Linked DNA regions of Mus musculus: regions 2, 3, 4 and 5 are each linked to region 1. Evidence: chromatin contacts called from public HiChIP or PLAC-seq and promoter capture Hi-C data. All regions are on one chromosome and are shown on one strand. The core of a region is the stretch at or near the end of the contact, and the rest is flanking DNA. Distances in the headings are between cores, read along the strand shown.

The links. Promoter capture Hi-C pulls out the DNA fragments that hold promoters and counts their contacts. HiChIP or PLAC-seq counts read pairs in DNA pulled down with a chosen protein or histone mark.
Region 2: a contact with region 1 is called in an H3K27ac HiChIP or PLAC-seq map of embryonic brain, with 10 times the contacts expected there. The contact joins the enhancer-like site here to the promoter of Atpsckmt in region 1. A contact is called at or near these places in 11 of 39 promoter capture datasets (the 3T3-L1 cell line, the C10 cell line, the HPC-7 cell line and 7 more), 2 of 15 datasets of contacts at CTCF or cohesin (large pre-B cells and pro-B cells), 27 of 484 Hi-C or Micro-C datasets (the 3T3-L1 cell line, the HL-1 cell line, the N1E-115 cell line and 17 more), 17 of 115 datasets of contacts at active chromatin or transcription factors (T-cell acute lymphoblastic leukemia, astrocytes, cardiomyocytes and 11 more) and 1 of 9 other capture datasets (embryonic stem cells).
Region 3: an H3K4me3 HiChIP or PLAC-seq map of bone marrow-derived macrophages shows a contact between it and region 1, with 5 times the contacts expected there. The contact joins the enhancer-like site here to the promoter of Atpsckmt in region 1. A contact is called at or near these places in 9 of 39 promoter capture datasets (the 3T3-L1 cell line, the C10 cell line, cranial neural crest and 5 more), 1 of 484 Hi-C or Micro-C datasets (the N1E-115 cell line), 11 of 115 datasets of contacts at active chromatin or transcription factors (the NIH/3T3 cell line, the SCID.adh cell line, astrocytes and 8 more) and 1 of 9 other capture datasets (embryonic stem cells).
Region 4: a promoter capture Hi-C map of cranial neural crest shows a contact between it and region 1. The contact joins the enhancer-like site here to the promoter of Atpsckmt in region 1. A contact is called at or near these places in 4 of 39 promoter capture datasets (cranial neural crest, hippocampal neurons, second pharyngeal arch cranial neural crest and 1 more) and 4 of 115 datasets of contacts at active chromatin or transcription factors (astrocytes, embryonic forebrain, embryonic midbrain and 1 more).
Region 5: a contact with region 1 is called in an H3K27ac HiChIP or PLAC-seq map of large pre-B cells, with 4 times the contacts expected there. The contact joins the enhancer-like site here to the promoter of Atpsckmt in region 1. A contact is called at or near these places in 3 of 39 promoter capture datasets (the 3T3-L1 cell line, cranial neural crest and maxillary cranial neural crest) and 4 of 115 datasets of contacts at active chromatin or transcription factors (the NIH/3T3 cell line, astrocytes, large pre-B cells and 1 more).

The regions. Positions count from the first base shown.
Region 1 is chr15:31,600,799-31,603,970 of GRCm38.p6, reverse strand. It overlaps Atpsckmt (ATP synthase C subunit lysine N-methyltransferase), which reads right to left and starts at 1,855. Exons shown (of 5, transcript NM_026546.3): 1 at 1,822-1,855. The coding sequence starts at 1,834. Cct5 (chaperonin containing Tcp1, subunit 5 (epsilon)) reads left to right here and starts at 2,125. Exons shown (of 11, transcript NM_007637.3): 1 at 2,125-2,370. The coding sequence starts at 2,266.
Region 2 is chr15:32,567,132-32,570,373 of GRCm38.p6, reverse strand. It overlaps Sema5a (sema domain, seven thrombospondin repeats (type 1 and type 1-like), transmembrane domain (TM) and short cytoplasmic domain, (semaphorin) 5A), which reads right to left. Exons shown (of 23, transcript NM_009154.2): 10 at 1,527-1,662. Among named protein-coding and RNA genes, the nearest start is that of Gm41289, 200 kb to the left of the region's middle. Within about 2 kb of position 1,368, at least 13 of the 459 cell types and tissues checked have an H3K27ac peak or open chromatin away from gene starts, as enhancers often do. A contact at or near this core is called in embryonic brain, where this site is marked.
Region 3 is chr15:32,327,558-32,330,844 of GRCm38.p6, reverse strand. All of the region lies in intron 1 of Sema5a (sema domain, seven thrombospondin repeats (type 1 and type 1-like), transmembrane domain (TM) and short cytoplasmic domain, (semaphorin) 5A), which reads right to left. Among named protein-coding and RNA genes, the nearest start is that of Sema5a, 84 kb to the right of the region's middle. Within about 2 kb of position 1,369, at least 72 of the 459 cell types and tissues checked have an H3K27ac peak or open chromatin away from gene starts, as enhancers often do. A contact at or near this core is called in the NIH/3T3 cell line, bone marrow-derived macrophages and craniofacial prominence, where this site is marked.
Region 4 is chr15:32,368,997-32,372,370 of GRCm38.p6, reverse strand. All of the region lies in intron 2 of Sema5a (sema domain, seven thrombospondin repeats (type 1 and type 1-like), transmembrane domain (TM) and short cytoplasmic domain, (semaphorin) 5A), which reads right to left. Among named protein-coding and RNA genes, the nearest start is that of Sema5a, 130 kb to the right of the region's middle. Within about 2 kb of position 1,375, at least 13 of the 459 cell types and tissues checked have an H3K27ac peak or open chromatin away from gene starts, as enhancers often do.
Region 5 is chr15:32,305,271-32,308,831 of GRCm38.p6, reverse strand. All of the region lies in intron 1 of Sema5a (sema domain, seven thrombospondin repeats (type 1 and type 1-like), transmembrane domain (TM) and short cytoplasmic domain, (semaphorin) 5A), which reads right to left. Among named protein-coding and RNA genes, the nearest start is that of Sema5a, 62 kb to the right of the region's middle. Within about 2 kb of position 2,066, at least 29 of the 459 cell types and tissues checked have an H3K27ac peak or open chromatin away from gene starts, as enhancers often do. A contact at or near this core is called in the NIH/3T3 cell line, where this site is marked.

The sequences.
Region 1 (3,172 bases), core at 606-3,105:
CTCTCACCATCTTACTACACTTAAAATGATATCCTCTGGATTCATCCATGTTGCTCCTAACCAGTACCTTACAGATGAACCTAAGTATTATTATTTAAATAAGAATTTTTTCTGGGGGGCTGGCGAGATGGCTCAGCCGGTAAGAGCACTGACTGCTCTTCCAAAGATCCCGAGTTCAAATTCCAGCAACCACATGGTGGCTCACAACCACCAGTAATCAGATCTGACACCCTCTTCTGGTGCATCCAAAGTCAGCTACAGTGTACTTATGTATAATAATAAATAAATCCCTTTTTTAAAAAAAGAAAGAATTCTTTCTGTCATAGACAGATCATACTGTATCAATTTGGGCTACGACAGTTAAACACAAATCAGATGGCCCAAGGTCTGCCTCACCTGTAGACACATGCACAAAGCCAGAAGGTAGACAATAATGACGCCCCGGTCTCCAGGGTCTCCCAGCTGGCCTTTGAGTTGTAGAAACCAACTGAGGCAAAGACGTGTCAGCCTATGTATGAGCATCTGAAGGAATACAGGGGAAAGGAAACTAGGAATCTGAACTGAGGGCAAAAGCATCGAACCACTGGGCCCGTGCAAGCAAGAAGAGTGGGAGCGGAGCAGCCGCCTGACTGGAAGGCGGTCTGTGACCCACGTGGGAATCTGCTCGCTCCTGCACCACGTGGGACCGAGACCTAGCACAAGCGGTCAGGCTTGGCAACAAGCGCCTTTACTTGCCGTGCCATCCTTGAAGTCTTTCTTGAACCTAGCTTGATGTCCACCAACAGTGGAATGGATACAGTGTGGTGTACATACACACAGAGCTTTATTCAACTGTAAACTAATGACTCAGAACCATCATGTTTTCGCTCAGATGCAGAATCTTGTTGTATACAAGTGTGTGTGCTGTGTTGAGAGGGAAGACCAGGAGGAGAGAGGATAATGAGGACAGCTTATAGGTCAATGGCAAGGTACAATTACATATATATATATGAATGAAAATGTCACAATGAAACCTTGTTTGTGTTAACTTTAAAAACCTTGTCCTGACATAATGTCAATCTGTGTCATGTAACAGCACAGACCTGAAAGCTAGCCTACTGTCATACAGGTTATATGCACTCTAATTTTGAGTACCTAATAAAAACAGACAATACGGCAGGGACAGTTTCTGTTCTGTGGGGTACGAGTGGAGAGACTGGAAACTCGTCACAAATAAATCCGAGCTTATAAAATGAATCGTGATTTCTGGCAGACGTACCGTGCAGTTACCCTTACGGGGTATCTTTCTAACAGCAAAACGCTGAGAACAAGAGACTCTGAGCACCAGCCGGTGCTACTTTGTCTCCACCTACAGTACACGCGCGGGGAAGGCCCAGGATCTGTGTAACCTGGGAAGTTAAGGACAAATACTATGTGCTGACGACCAGGCACGTCCAGCAACCTTGTGAAGTAGGCATTATCATTATTATTATTATTATTGTTTTTGTTGCTATTATTTTGTCATTATTGTTGTTGTTATTGCTGTTATTATTGTTATTATTATTATTATTATTATTATCTTTGCAGACAAGAAAACAAAGCTACAGGCTCAATAGCTTCCAAGCAGCAGCTCGTCCACCGCAGGGTGGATTCCAGCCGACCTAGGATCGGGCTGAGCAGTGAGTCTTGTGCACGGAGGTGCGGACAGCAGCCCCCAGCAAGCACTGTGGTAGCCACGACCGGCGCGGGACGGAGAGCACCGCAGCCACGCGCGCCCGATCCCCACAAGCGCCCGCGCCACAGACAACTATATCGCCCGCCGCCAGGCCGGTCAAACCTCACCTACTCGCTCCATCGCGCGTTCCGGGGAGACCGGAAGTGGAATCTACCAACGTCTTAGAGCCCGGGCGGCAATCAAAGAAAAGAAAAATATCTTAAGGAAATAAGCTCCCCGCTGCAACTCTGGATTCAAAAACTTTGAAAACTTAAATCCTTGAATCAGTGACTACATTATGTCTAGTATTAGCATTTGTGTGCTAGACGTCGCCTTCTAAGTTTCGAACACCCCCCCCCTCGGTTCGTGGAAAACGGACGTTCCCAACAGCGGCCGATTCCAGAAGCTACTCTGCGGCGTAAAAAAAGTCACTGTTGAAAAGTAAGTCGCGGGGTCTGCACTGCGCATGCGCGGGATTCTGCGTCCTCTCGCGAGAGGGAGGTGCGGTGTGTCTCTCTTCCCGAGTGGTCCCCGCTGGTTACTGGAGGAGCGCTCGTTCTAGTTCGTCCACCATGGCGTCCGTGGGGACCCTCGCCTTCGATGAGTATGGGCGCCCCTTTCTCATTATCAAGGACCAAGATCGCAAGTCCCGTCTCATGGGGCTTGAGGCCCTCAAGGTAACGGCCCGGAACGCGAAGCCGCGGGATGAAGGGAGTGGGCCGGAGCGCTTGTGCGCCTGCGCTGGCGAGAGAGCAGCTCGGCCATGTGCTGGCCCGAAAGCTCGAGAATCTCCGGTGCCGGGGAGCCCCTTTGGGCTCTAGGGTCACATCCCCGCTCTGGCTGCGGGAGAGGGCGTAGAGGCCTTCGTCCCACGGTGGGGTAGGGAGAGCGATCCGCCGCTTCAGAGCTGGGTGGGGTCGCATCCCCAGCTCACCGGGCGGGCGAGCAGGCCTGCGCCGGTGCATCTGTAACATCTGTAAGTCGCTTGTCCCTTAGAAGCGGGGCTGTCCCGAAAGGGAGAAAACTAGTGAGAAACGTGCACAGGACAGACCGAATGGCTGCTTGTAGGAAAGGGACCGTAAAGTCCCTTGGGCCAGAAAACGCATGGTGGTGACTTTTGGAGTGGAAGGAGAGAGTTTCAGTGGAGCACAGTTGGCCGCAATTGAGGATAGTTTCCTAAAGGGAAACAAAGAAGTTACCCTGAGGGAAGGCAGAGCCGAAGTGTTGAGTCGGAAGGCATGTCTCACAGAAGGAGAGGAATAAGAAAGGCTACCCAAGAGCCGGTGCTAGGCCCCCAGAGGAGAAAGGAGTGACAGTCACTGGTGTTGCCACAAAAAGCTCAGAGGAAGGAGGGAGCCCCATTTTAGGTTGTATTGTGCCAGTCGTGCCTCCAGGTTTGAGGTGCCCTGGTTGACCTGGTGTTAGGGAAATCCCTCGGTGAGTTCTCTATCAAACCGAATTTCTGACAGGTGTTTTGGA
Region 2 (3,242 bases), core at 119-2,618, 970 kb before region 1:
TTTTCCTTTGCTGGCAGTGGTAAGATCCAAGCTTAACCACTAAGCAGCTGTGGCCCTGGCTATTTGACCTGCCTGGAGACGCTATGCCCCTCTCTATACATAGAACAGTGTCATTCATGTGACACTGATGCCACATGTATAGTCACAAAAATGACACATCAGACCAAGTATCTGGAACTTGATGATGTTAAATATTTTGCCTGTGTTGTTAGTAACAGACCCACAGAGAAGGCTGCTCTTGTGTGTGCTGCATTAAAATTCTTATGTCGAATCTATCTCTCGGCATGGCAGTAGTTGAAGACAGGACCTCTAGGAAGCATTCCATGCCATAGGAGTCTGACCCAGTAGGATGGAGGAAGAAACACCAGGGATGAGTCTTTCTTCTAAGGGATGATGTAAGGAAAATCTTGTCATCTTCAACACCTTTGGTGGTTTGAATATGCTTGGCCCAGGGAATGGCACTATTAGGAGGTATGGCTTTTTTGAAGCAGGTATGGCCTTGTTAGAGGAAGTGTGTCCTTGTAGGGGTAGATTTTGAGGCCCTTCTCCTAGCTGCCTTGAAACCAGTCTTCTGTTAGCCTTCAGAACAAGATGTAGAACTCTCAGCTTCTCCAGCCTTGTCTTCCTGGATGCTGCCATGGTTTCCACCATGATAATAAGGTACTGAACCTCTGAAACTATAAGCCAGTCCCCATTAAACGCTGTCCTTTATAACAATTACCTTGGTAATGGTATATCTTCACAGCAATAAAAACCCTAAGCAAGACAACACCTCACCAGAAAATGATCCTGCTGTTACATTGATCTTGAAGATATAGTCTCCAAACTGTGATGAAACAGGGGACTCTTTTTTTTTTTAATACTATCTAAACTGCAGTATTTTGTTACAGTAGCTTAAGCAGATGAATAGAGCTGTGGTCTGAACTAACAAAATAAACAGCACCATTGCCAGGTCTCTGCTTCTTCTGAGCACTGGAGGTGGGATGCTTCACAAAGACATCACAGCTTGAACATTCTAATTGGGTGACGGAAAGATGAATCCACACCAGTCAGATCTCTTTTCCCAGCAGCCACTGCCACAGTCCCCCTTCCCAACAGGAAGCCTCACCATACTTGCCAATTAGAGCTCGAATTCTGTTTGTCAAGACCCATTGCTCTGTGCCCTGGGCCCTATTCATTGGAACATCATTCATTAAGGATCAGAGATTTGGGGCACACAGTCCATCATCATTAGCACTAATTGAAGCCTGGATTCCTAGCCTACTGCAGAAGACTGCCCTTTTTCGGTTAAGGATCAGTCACCACAACTCACAAAAGCCCCCCTTTTTCTTTTCTAGGCGCCATAGTCCACAAAAGGCTGTGTTCTATTGATACTCGCTAAGCACAGGATGGTGCTGTGCTGTGGGGGGCAGGAGACCGCAGCTGCACTGTGCATGAAGCCAAGGTTTAATTGCTCAAGCTCACTATGTTGAGTTTCTTCATTCTTAAAAGAGGATTCTTGTAATGCCCTCTTCCCCTGAGATTACCTGAAAATTGGGGTTGGGGTTGGGATAAGGCAGCCAGGCTGAGCGAGAGTTTTCTTGGTACTTGAAGGGTCCATTGAAGGCCTGTGAGATGGCGCTCAGGTTGAAGACACAGACAGCAGAGGCAGCGATGCTGTTTCTGGAGAATGAGAAAGGAGAAGGAACAGGCTGGTCAGAGCCCACAGTGACTGTTGACCTCCACTGATCCCAGGGTAGCATCTACCTTTAGCTATTTCAAGCTCACTTGAGGCTCTTATATATAGCAAGAGGTGAAGGCAGGGCAACACCCAGGGCTTCCTTGGGATTTCCTCATGTGAAAACAAACATCCAGATAATGAAGTAGGGATCCATAGCAGATATGACCCTACCAGCTGGGACTAAATTCACACAGCTACAAGAGGAGCAACAAGGGATTTTGAAAAGCTTCCTGAATTTTTAATTCCAGAGATGACAGGCTTTGTCTTCCAGTAGGTGGAGCTACCCATCCATTTTGCCACCTCTCTTCCACCTGTATCTCTGGCTACTTTAGGTGGCCATTGGCCAACCTCTGATTTCTATTAATTCTCCAGGTGTTTGTGTTTGTCATTCTCTAAAAAAATAATAAACTGAATGTATCTTGCAGGGAGTGCCTGTCAGATTTGTCTCATTTATTATTTAAAGGGAATTATAAATCTAAAGGCAAGAAAAAAATTAAGAAAGTACTGACATGAAGTTGGGAAGCCTTCATTCAGAATTCAGGCTCCACTAGAAAGCTGCAGACAGAAGGCTCAGCAAGGTCAGTGCCCTTTGACTAAGCATGGGGATGGCAAATGCTTCTTTCTCAAATTTGCATTTCAAGCGGGCTATCGCTCTCAGAGGAAAATGAAGACCAAATGAGGGGCACGAATGTATTTTCCATATTAATGCACTGAGCCAATATTTGGTCAGAAATAAGTCAGTTTTTTTTTTTCTACATCTTAGAGAAAAATCACAAAACTTTTAGAACTTCACATCTAACTATCTGAAAAAGCAATGAGGAGGGGGAAGGGCAGAGCCCAAAAGACTTCTCTAATTTCAGTACAATCTCAGAATCTTCTTAAGGTAAAAGACATGACCCTGTAAGGGAAATGAAGCCTACTCATTGAGATCCTGACACAGGCCCATAGATGGGGAGCGGCACCCTGACTACTTTGTAACAAAGATCTGGATTTGAATTCTTTGTGATATTTCTGTGAGAAGTGTATAGTGTCAAAGAACATCTCATAGAAGATGGTGTTTGTTCTGGGAGTCTGGCCCTGAGAAAGGAGATTAAAAGGAACTGGATGCTTTATGTGCATGTATTCAGACTGCTGCTCTTATCTTCCTTTCCACTATCTTTGGAAAAGTAGAACATGAACATCTCCTAAATTCAAGGAGGAAACCGACTTGGGGCATATGGCTAGACTTTGGTAACACTCAGAGACGCAGCTACCCTGGGTCAGAAGCAGACACACAGCAAGGACTAGCCTCAACTAGTTACCTGACAGATAATGGGCAATCCATAGTAATCATAATATCACCTTGAGCCTCCTGCTAAGCTTTTGTGCATATACCATCTACTTCTTCACAAGGAGTCTACAGACCCTAAAAAGACCCTAAGGTTCTAGACAGAGAGTGAGTTGAATCAGCCCATGCCATAGACCATAGAGGGTGAAGCAGATATCTCCTACTTTCCACATGGTCCCCAAGTCCATTTGCTTG
Region 3 (3,287 bases), core at 120-2,619, 730 kb before region 1:
GCTCAGAGGGCTTCTTATGGCTTTAATGACGCCAGTGCCATGCGAACCACCTCATCTAGTTCTCATTAGAGAAGGGCAATCTTTGTTCCCTGGATTTAAGCAATGATTACAATCTAAAAGAATTGATTGTGTCTCATTATGCTGGAGATAATATATTCCTGATGATTCAGGCCATTAACTTGAACCTCCAAATACCAACACAGGTCATGCAGCGCCCCTTTAATGTATTCCCATCTGTTGTGCATCTGATAGGAAACGGTGTTCCTAACACACGGTACATGAAAGAGAAACTGAGTGAGAAAGCAGGGCAGAACAGCCGGCTCTGTTCCTTTGATTGTTTCCCACTCCAGGAACATCTTATCTTAATTTAATTGAGCCGCTCTGGTACAGCGAGATCTTTAATATTTAAAAAAGCAAAGCAAAACAAAGAGCAAATAAATCCAAAAGTGGAACAAACTAAAAAGACATGGGGCTGTGTCTCACAGCTTCCTGGTCTCATGCCCTCATCTCCGTCTCCGGCTGCATCTGCTCTGCATCATGTGAGGACGTGGAACCACCACTTCTAGGTAGAATTGGCTTCCTTTAAACCCATGGCTCCCATTATGGGGATCGAAACACACAAAACAACAACAAAAACTGAGTGTCCCTCTCTCCTTCCACTTGAAGACTGACAGTTTCTAAAAGGGGAGCCAAACTCAAGGAAGGAATTCACATGTGTCAACACAAATCAAACACGCTCGGGCGCGTGTGTATGCACTCCTCTTCCATTGAATAAATAATTCTGACTGTGATCACAAAAACATAAATGAGCGATAAATGCATTCATAAAGGAAATAAAAATTTATCAAAACCATAAATAACAATCTAACAATTCTAACATCTTCGGACAGGAATCAGTTACCAAGTTTTCATGCAGTCAGCACAAGCCCTGGCTTGCTCTGGTCCAGCCAGGCCCCAAGGGTCCAATCACTGCAAACTGAAGCCACTTCTTTCAGATTCCCTCTAATCACATCAACACAAAACTGAACTGCAGTGTGCAGTTAGAAAAGCCTCTGAAGTAGACGACAGTGTTTTCAAACTAACATCCAGCAGTACTGCATAACAATACTTTTAAAACAAGCATCCTACTAGGCTTTTCCATCCAAACTGGCTCTAAAATATTCTCTGCCTCTACTAACACTGGGATGTATGTGTCTGCCAGTTAAAAGACCATTAAAATTCTGTTCCAGAAAGCAGAGAAATAGCTGATGATCCAACTAAAACCTACAGACAGCGTTTCTTTCTAAAAACACAAGGCTGAGTTGGTAAGAGGCTCACTGTCTGAGAGCCTGGATGCAGAGTGCACAAAGGAAGAGAGCCATCAAAAGGATCTGAGGACAAGCACAGGAAGCCCTTATAAAGAATCAAGTTTCTGCCTCCTGTCTCTGCTGATGACAGCAGGAGCAGCTCTTTGTTCATAAGGCCTGCTGCAGTTTCAGTGCTTAGACAGGGCATCATTCCAATGAAGACGAGTCTTTCTGGGTACCCTGAAGAACTTCCACTCACTATCTCCATCTTCCACAGGAACTACATCTCTATATGTAGCTTGAACAAAAGACTATTGCATCCCTGACACAGAGAGGCGAGGTGGGAAGAGAACTGTGTATCTCTAGGATGCTCTGCCTCCTCAGGAAGCTAAGGCATTCTGATAGCAGCTGATGATAATCTCAACAGACAAGCATCTGGCTCCAGGTTACAGGTAGGAACTGGGGTTTGATGAGGGGGCAGGGTGATTAAAAACAAGGTATAACAAATGCATAACAACACAGGAAACTCAAAGGAAACAAGCAGACACGCAGGACAGAAGAGTGGACATTTCTGGTGAGTGCACCAAGCGCCATGAAGGGCACCTGTGACTTTGGAGCTAACCAGTAGCAGATGTGGCCACAGTTTTGGACTTCCGTCCCTTTAGCCCAGTCTTCATGCAGCCCAACTGGACCCCAAACCACAAAGTGGCTGGAGGAGGGAGAAAAAGGAGGAAGGCTGAGTCAGTCAGTCAGTCAGCTGCAATAACAAAGGGAGAAGGCTCAAACCACAAAAGCTTTTAAAAATAAACACTGTAATTCAAGGCAAGGGGCAGGGGAGGCCACATGCAGGTCTGGGGAGACTTTGAGAAGCACCGGATCCCATCAGACATCATTTCGCAAAGCCACTGGAAATTGCCATTCAAAGAGGTATTTAAAAGACAGTGGAGGGGCCTCCCTTCCCTAAGGAGGACTGCATTACAGTGCTTCTCAAAAAACCCTGCCTGCTCACACTGGCCCACAAACTCCCTTTCATCTTCTAGTGAGTACTTCCTTCCTCAAAGCCCAGGACACTGCAAGCTTCTAGAGTTGTATCTAAACATAAACCAATTTCAGAGATTTGGAAAGAAATGGTCTAAAAGCCTGTTGATTCTAAACTCTACACAAACTATGGACCCAGATTTCCCATGATACTAAGAAAAGGAACATGCCATCCCTCCACAATGTCTCTGGAGAAATCACACTCTCATTTAAACAGACTCTGGGAAAGCATTGCAAAAAAAAAAAAAAATATATATATATATATATATATATATATATATATATATATATATATATATAATAAACAAATAAATAAAAAAGCAGAACTGGTTCCATGACCTGAGTTCAAAGGTCATCTGTGGTCCATGTGCCATGTGCAGTAGAGATGTTTTGTCAATTTTCTGGGCTTCTACTTATTGGGGTTTCAAAACAAGCATGCCATGTTCCTGCTTCCATACAGTGGCTCAGGAAACCTTCAACAACGTTATGATCATAACAAATGAGATTGTTGGTGACACTAGGAGGGTAAGTTATCTACTCTATGGGGTAACCATGGCTAATGAGCTCCCTTTGATTAATGAGAGAGAGAGAGAGAGAGAGAGAGAGATCCTTACCTGAGATTCTTAGATTCTTCCCCACTGTCTTGTGACCACCAAGCCTGATTCTGTCTCCATCAGGAACGTAACTGCTTTTGCTAACAACTTTTCAAGATGAAAATTAAAAACATCAATTTGATGCTCTTTTGGCTCACCTGTTCTAAAAGGATCACAGGATAAGACTTTGAAACGAAACAAAAGGAAAGAAAATGTATTGTCTAAAAGTCAGCATTGCCATTATTTGAGGATGGATAAAATGGTGACAGGTCACAGCGAATGAGGGGCAGAGGTGGTGACTTGCCCTTCCTTACTGATGGTACTTTCCTTCTGAATCTCCAAGTTCATGACCTTCTAAAAGCCTGAAAGA
Region 4 (3,374 bases), core at 126-2,625, 770 kb before region 1:
GAAACAGGTACATCTTCAAATGATTAGAGGTCATTGACTCCATCCATTCTTCTACTTTCAACCAATTACAGCACAAGAACATTCATTCTTTAGTGGGGACATCCCCACAAATGCAGCAAGAACCTCATCCAAAAATCTTAGCAAAACCTGCCACACCTACTAATCAGAAGAGAACATCAAACACAGTCAGTCACAACCAAGACAGTCAATGTGTTGGGCACTGCTTTTAGTTTTAGCAGACCAAGTGGGATGAATTCCTATTGTACTAACCTTCCTTAAGAATTGCCCAACTTCCTGTGCTTCTGTGTTATCCACAAAACATAGACATCCCTAAGCCTTACACAGTTTCCATGATGAGGGATGGAAGTAACAGACAGAAGTGTCTAGAATGGGATGCTGGCACTACAACAACCATTCTTTCACAGACACATACTCTCTGATAATATATACCATCTCTGTCTGACACTGTCTGACAGCCTGGGCCTCCCAAACCCATTATACTTAAATATTATATAATATATTCAATGTATATAACACCCATTATAATTGTTTTTAAAAAGTAAAGGCCTAGCAATCCTGACACAAGGTAGACGTTAAAGCAGAAAGGCTATTTGACTCGACTTAACCAGTTCTATATTTCAAATGGTGAGGTAACTACTACCAAGCAATTCCTGTAAGGAGTTACCACTAAAACACAGCAATCCAACGCCAGTTTTCTGTCATAGAGGATTAGAGGTCTCTGTGCAGAACAGAAGCAGCTTTACACGACTTCTGGGCTCTCAACTGGCCAGCTGTGGCTCGTTTGGTAGATAGAGCCGCCTGCTTAATAAAGCAGCTGTGCTTGCTGAGCATGGACATGTGTTAGATGGGCTGGACACTAGAGGTGTAAAGTGAATAGCCCATCAAGGTAAGAAAGCCAACTGCTCACTTGCATAGACAGAACAAAAAAACTACCTCAAAAGTCTTAGGGAAGCTTAATCTAACTCAAAGCACATTCTAGACTATAAAAAAAAATGCTTTTCATTTTACACTAATTGCATTAAATCAGTATTTTTAATAATTTTCTTAGCCCCTTTTATTTGTGCTTTGGCTGGCATCGTGTCAAAAGTCAAGAAAATGGAAAAGTATTTCCAGATGGTTGGGCTAAGCAAATTGGGTGGAATTTTCCTTTAAATAAAATGGAAAATACATGCAATAGAAGCCCCACTGAACACCTATCAAATCAAAATGACTACCGTCGGCATCTTATAATTCACTGGCTGGTTTATGGCCTCACTGTATTTCAAAGAGTTTCCCCTGCTCATATAAGGCTCATATAATGTTCTGTGGTGCTAGACCTGGCATTGGGTCTTAGACGTAGCTGGAAGATATAGACTGTGAAACCTATTGTCGCACAACTTTCTTCTTTGGAGCGTAATTGAGGAAGTTGAGCAAAAAATAATGTGCCACTTCAAAGGCAATATTAAGTTGCACTTGAGCTCAGTAGGAGACACTACCTCAGAAGCAGCAGAGGTTTTCCACTGACTCAGGTACACACTCACACACTTGGCAGTATATGATGTGCTGTTTGACAGGCTCCTGAGATCACAAGAGCAAATAAATGATAGTAAGTGGGGTCATCAGATTTTAAATTAACTCAAAACTTCCAGAGAAATTCTCTGGATGCCTCTTATTAAAGGGCAGACTCTGTTTGATTTGCTAGTCCACGTAATTCATACAGAGATATGTATAGATGCTGGGCATTGGTGATTTGGGGTCTAAGCAAACTTTTTTCTGATTACAGGTATCTTTAATAGAGACATCAACACAATCCACCAACATAAAGCAACCATTACTCATCCAAGCAGCGAGGTCCAGAGGCAGGGCACCTTCTGCAAATGTGAGAGGCAAAGTTACCAAGAGACACTCTCATTTCCACAGCAGAACTCCTGTTCTACAGTCAGCACTAATGTCAAATAGTAATCCATCGAGCCCAAGACCTGGCCTTCACAGATGTCCAACCATCCAAATGTACATGCCCTATATCTTCCTTTGTCTTAATTTCATACGAATGCTCAGACTAATGGTTCAAAACTGAGACTTACGTCTTCTCAATGAAGAGGTTTTGGTGCCTGGAAACAATTTTGTCTGTCACATGTATTGGTGCAATCAGAACTAGTAAGCACTGGTTGGGGTTGGTGAAAAATATAATATGGATGAAATTCCCATTAAAAAAGAAATTATCTGATCAAAAATGTCAACAGAGCGAGAGTAATAAACATTTCACCGCATACACACACACACACACACACACACATGCACACACATATGGACAAGCACTGTAGATAATCTAGCAATCTAGCAATATTTTTGCTTTGGAAGAATGAAGGAAACTGGGAAGGCCAGATGCTCTTAGCACTAAAGTTTTTCTGGCTACTAAGATAAGAAGGCTGGCACAATCGTTGAACAGCTTTATTATAGACACTGTCTCTCTTTATTCTTCTATGCATAAAATAAGAAAAGTGGTGCTTAGAGAGAATTAGAACTTAATGTGGATGATTGTAACAGGCCTCAGCTTTTACATTTTACCCAGAAGTTTCTGTAGAATACGTGAGTAAGTGGAATTCTTAGACAAATGATGTTAAAATAGCATTCTTAACATTATGTACTGTAAGTTCTAATTAAAAATGTGACCTCACTTGGTTTTATATGCAGAACATATTCACCATCTACTGATGCACATCTTCTGCACAGGTAAGTTTTCAATTTCTCATATAAATCTGTATCTTTAATTTTGTGCATTTTTAACTTCCACAGCTGCTAAGCCAATTGCTCCCTGGATCCACCCCTAATTTACCAAGTAGGTGTGAAGTATTAACTTCTGGTAGTTTGCAAACAAAATGGGTCACAGAGCTTCGGGTTATGGTTCTATATTTAGTCACTTCTCTTAAGATCCGCCCTCACTTCTGTGCTGTCTTCATCCTCACAGGTCTTAGGTCTCTGTCACCTTTGCCTCTCTACCATTCTGTGTGACAGCAGCTTGAGAACAACCTCTGTAGCAAATGGCAGTCGACTGAGTGGCCTGATCCCACAAATGTACTTCTCAAGTCTAGAGATTAAAAGGTTCAAGGCATAGGCAGATTCAAACTCATGCTGCCTAGTATGAAATTGGATATCTCTCCTTCCATCCTCACATGGTAAAGAGCAGATGGCCCACAGCAAGCTGTCTTCTTCTATATGTACTCTCATGGTCAACTCACAGATAAAAACATCCCACATTTCATCATCACACTGAGTCTCAGAATCCTAAGACCTGCACAGCCATCTGATCCACAGTACTTCCTGCATGCAGAATAAGGGCTCCATGTTTGTTTCCCAGGTGCCCAGTCTCAATA
Region 5 (3,561 bases), core at 817-3,316, 700 kb before region 1:
GAGCTGAAAAGGAGGCCATCACGATTCCAGACAGTACTTTTCCTTCGCTTGCCTAAGCCTTTGAGACACACATTTCTATATGTCAAAAGGCACAGAAGTAAATCAAATCTGAGATCAAGTGTGTGTGTGTGTGTGTGTGTGTGTGTGTGTGTGTGTGTGTGTCTGTATGTGTGTGTGTATGTATGTGATATACAGTTTCCTGTTCAGCCATGAAAAATGGAATCATATAAGGTCAGAAATGTGGATAGATTTGGAAGAGCACATGTAAAGCGATAACCAGGTACTGAAAGAGAAATCTCACAGGATCTCACTCACACATGGAAGCTAAGTAAGCCGATGTCACAGAAGCAGAGAATTCTCAGAGTTCACAGTGAATGGTATCAAGGGAGGTGAGACCAGAGGTAAGAAAACTCTAGCAGGAGAAAGGCGTACAAGTGTTTTGCTGTTCAGAGCAGTGACGGTTGCTTACAATTAAGTCTCTGTTTTTTAAAGAACTAAGGAAGAAAGTGTGAAGGTTCCAATGCTAACAATGACAAATGTTTAAAAAGATAGATACACTACTTGTCCTAATGTGATCATGAGACATTATACACATGTATCAAATAACAGCGCACCCTATAGATTCTTCTAACACAACAAGGTTTGGAAACATCTACTGAATTCTGCCTGGCACAGGCTCTGTAGCCAATCTGTGCTTGAACAGATGAGAAGCATCGTGAGTACGAACCTGAGCTGAGTCCCCACTGACAGGATCAGCCTGGTAAGGCAAAACAATTCCTAGCACTCGATGCGGACAAAAGGAAAAATAATTGTTAATAGCCATGTAGGCATTCTTTTCAAAGATTAAGGCAAAGGATATCCTTCACTGAAACATGAAAGCTTTGTTTATAGCTTTTATAATCATTTGACAAGGGCATCAACAGCAATTAGCTGCAACCACTATTTCATTGGCCACCAACAGTCAGGACAGTATAAAACAAAACAAAACAAAACAAAACAAAACAAAACAAAACAAAGCAAAGCAAATCAAATCAAAGCAAAGCAAAGCAAAGCAAAACAAAACAAAACAAAACCTTATATAAAAAGCTCTCCATTTTCACACACTAGTTCTCACTCGAGAGGCACCAGGAGGCTGTAAGCAAATAGCTAGTTTGTGAGCTGTCATACTCAACATTCAACAGCTTTAATATTAATGACACCAAATGGGAAAGCTCTTCATGTAGTTTAAGAATGTCTTTTAATAATTATACAGAAGAAATATTTTATATTCCAAGCTAGGCAGCAACTTAGTAGGCCCTATGACAGTATACAGATTACTCATGGTCAAGTGTCAGCATGTTGATCATAAGAAATCAACTCATAGTTCAATGTTATTGAGCAATTTTGAAGTTAGCATTAAGAGATTCACCTATACCAAGCAAGTCGGTCTTGGTGGAATTAAGTTTCACATGATAGTGGTCCCAGGTGGATTATATCAAGAGGGCCACTGACTGGGATTCTTGGAAGACCCTGAAACATAGGTTGCTCTCTTCTCTGCCCTCTGCCCTCTGCCCTCTGCCCTCTGCCCTCTGCCCTCTGCCCTCAGCACTAGGACCTCTGGAGTCAGGACTACTGGTTCACAGCAAACAGATATACAGGATTTGCAATGGGATTCAAATTTCAGATAAACAACAGCTTTGGGGGGTTAAATGTGAATTTACAGAGATTTACAAAGCATAAACATAAATCAGTTTTATGTTAACACAATCATTCATTGTTTACTGGGACTGGAACTCTGAGGACCCTGCATTTCATGTGGTAGAGTTTATGAGGATCCTGTCTAGTCAGAAACATGGCCTGGGGGGAGGTGATCACAACTGTCTGAACACAGGACTTTCTCTTCTCCTATACACAGGATCCTGGAAGTGTTTAGAGGATAGATGCTTTGAGAATAAAACAAAAAGGGTAAAGAGAAAGTGTCACGTGGATAGAAATTATGAGTAATTTCCAAAAGATGGCAGAGAGCGGGTCACTCAACAGAGAAAACCACATCCTCACACTGGAACTGAAAGGCTGCTAGGAAAAGCTTCAATGCCTCCAAAATGCTCTAAATTTAGACCCAGAGGAAACAATGACCAAGATAAACAGTCACTGTAATCGGGGAAGCACATCCAGAACCTCTAAGCACAGCACGGATGCCTGCTGCACACATCTGGTGTCCAGCGCAGTCTAGATAGAGCAGGAGTGTAACCTGGACTGAACTTGCAGGTAGGCCTGAGGTGACTGACGGGTGATGAAAGGGGAACTTGCTACAAAATCAGCTGCTTCATGATGAGGCAATGGACACTAACTACAGGGGAAGAAAAGCTTCCCTAGAGACAGGTTAAAAAGGCTACCACAAGTTTTAGGAAATTTGCTATCAACATGAACAAAGGCCGAAGAGCTGAAATGGAAGTGACCAACTGAAGCAGCCTATTTGGTATGTTTAGATGTTTGAGGCAGCACATTGCATATGGGAAAGACAGAAGACTACAGTAGAGGCAAAGGCATTTTGAAAAATCACAGATTAAGAATCTTGACAATTAAATAAACCTAAAACTCCATGTGTTAAATTACAGGAACACGGTGAACTGTCAAGTTGACCAGCTGCAAGATAAAAGAGAGACTAGGAGACAGGGCATGTGTGAGCTACAGAATCCGTGGGATGGACGGATTGAGAGGAAGAACAGAAGGAATAGATGGAAAGAAATAACACACAAAAGAAATAGACATAGTAGAGTATGCAGGATAGAGGTTTCAGAGTACAATGGTAAACAAGAATATGTGAAGAAACCCTGTGTAAGGTGACTGACCTCTGCAGCAGAGGTGAGTTGGAGACAGGAAGAGCCTTCAGAAGAGAGAGAAAATGAAGAGCTAATGCTATCCCCACTTAGGCTGTTTTGGGTCTGATCAGCCACTTCAAGCATGCCAGGTACACATGCATCAGTACAGCCATGTCCACAGAAAATGAGAGGAAAACATAGGAACCACACCCCCAAGACCACATCACTGTACATTGTACATGTATGCATGATGTATGTTTGAGATGTATAGGGCCATTTATAAACCGTGATTTCACATCACCATACATTACCCAGGAGAGTACCCATGGAAGGATGCAGGCTTTAACACACCCTACAAGCTGCACAAGAGCTACCTAAAGATGTGATTCCACGTCACTAAACTGCCTTAGCCAGGGAAGCACCCCAGGAAGGATTACAGACTTAATGTTGACCTGGACTATTGCACTGTCACTCTGTAGGACTTTCTTTGTGTTGAATGTTCTGCACTCCCGCCCTCAGGGGAGGCAAATCAATGACTAATCTCAACCATGCATCTGTTGCCACAGGGCATGTGGTACACACACACACACCTAGGTAAGCGCTGTTGCTAGCTCAGGTCTGACTCTCTCATAGTGCCTGTTTGTGGCACATCACATATTCACTTGCTATTATTAGGAATGATATGTGCCTGAGCACAAACACACTCGTAACATCATCGGGTTAAAAGATCGTAGAAGGGGAAAGCGAGACATTGGTGAGG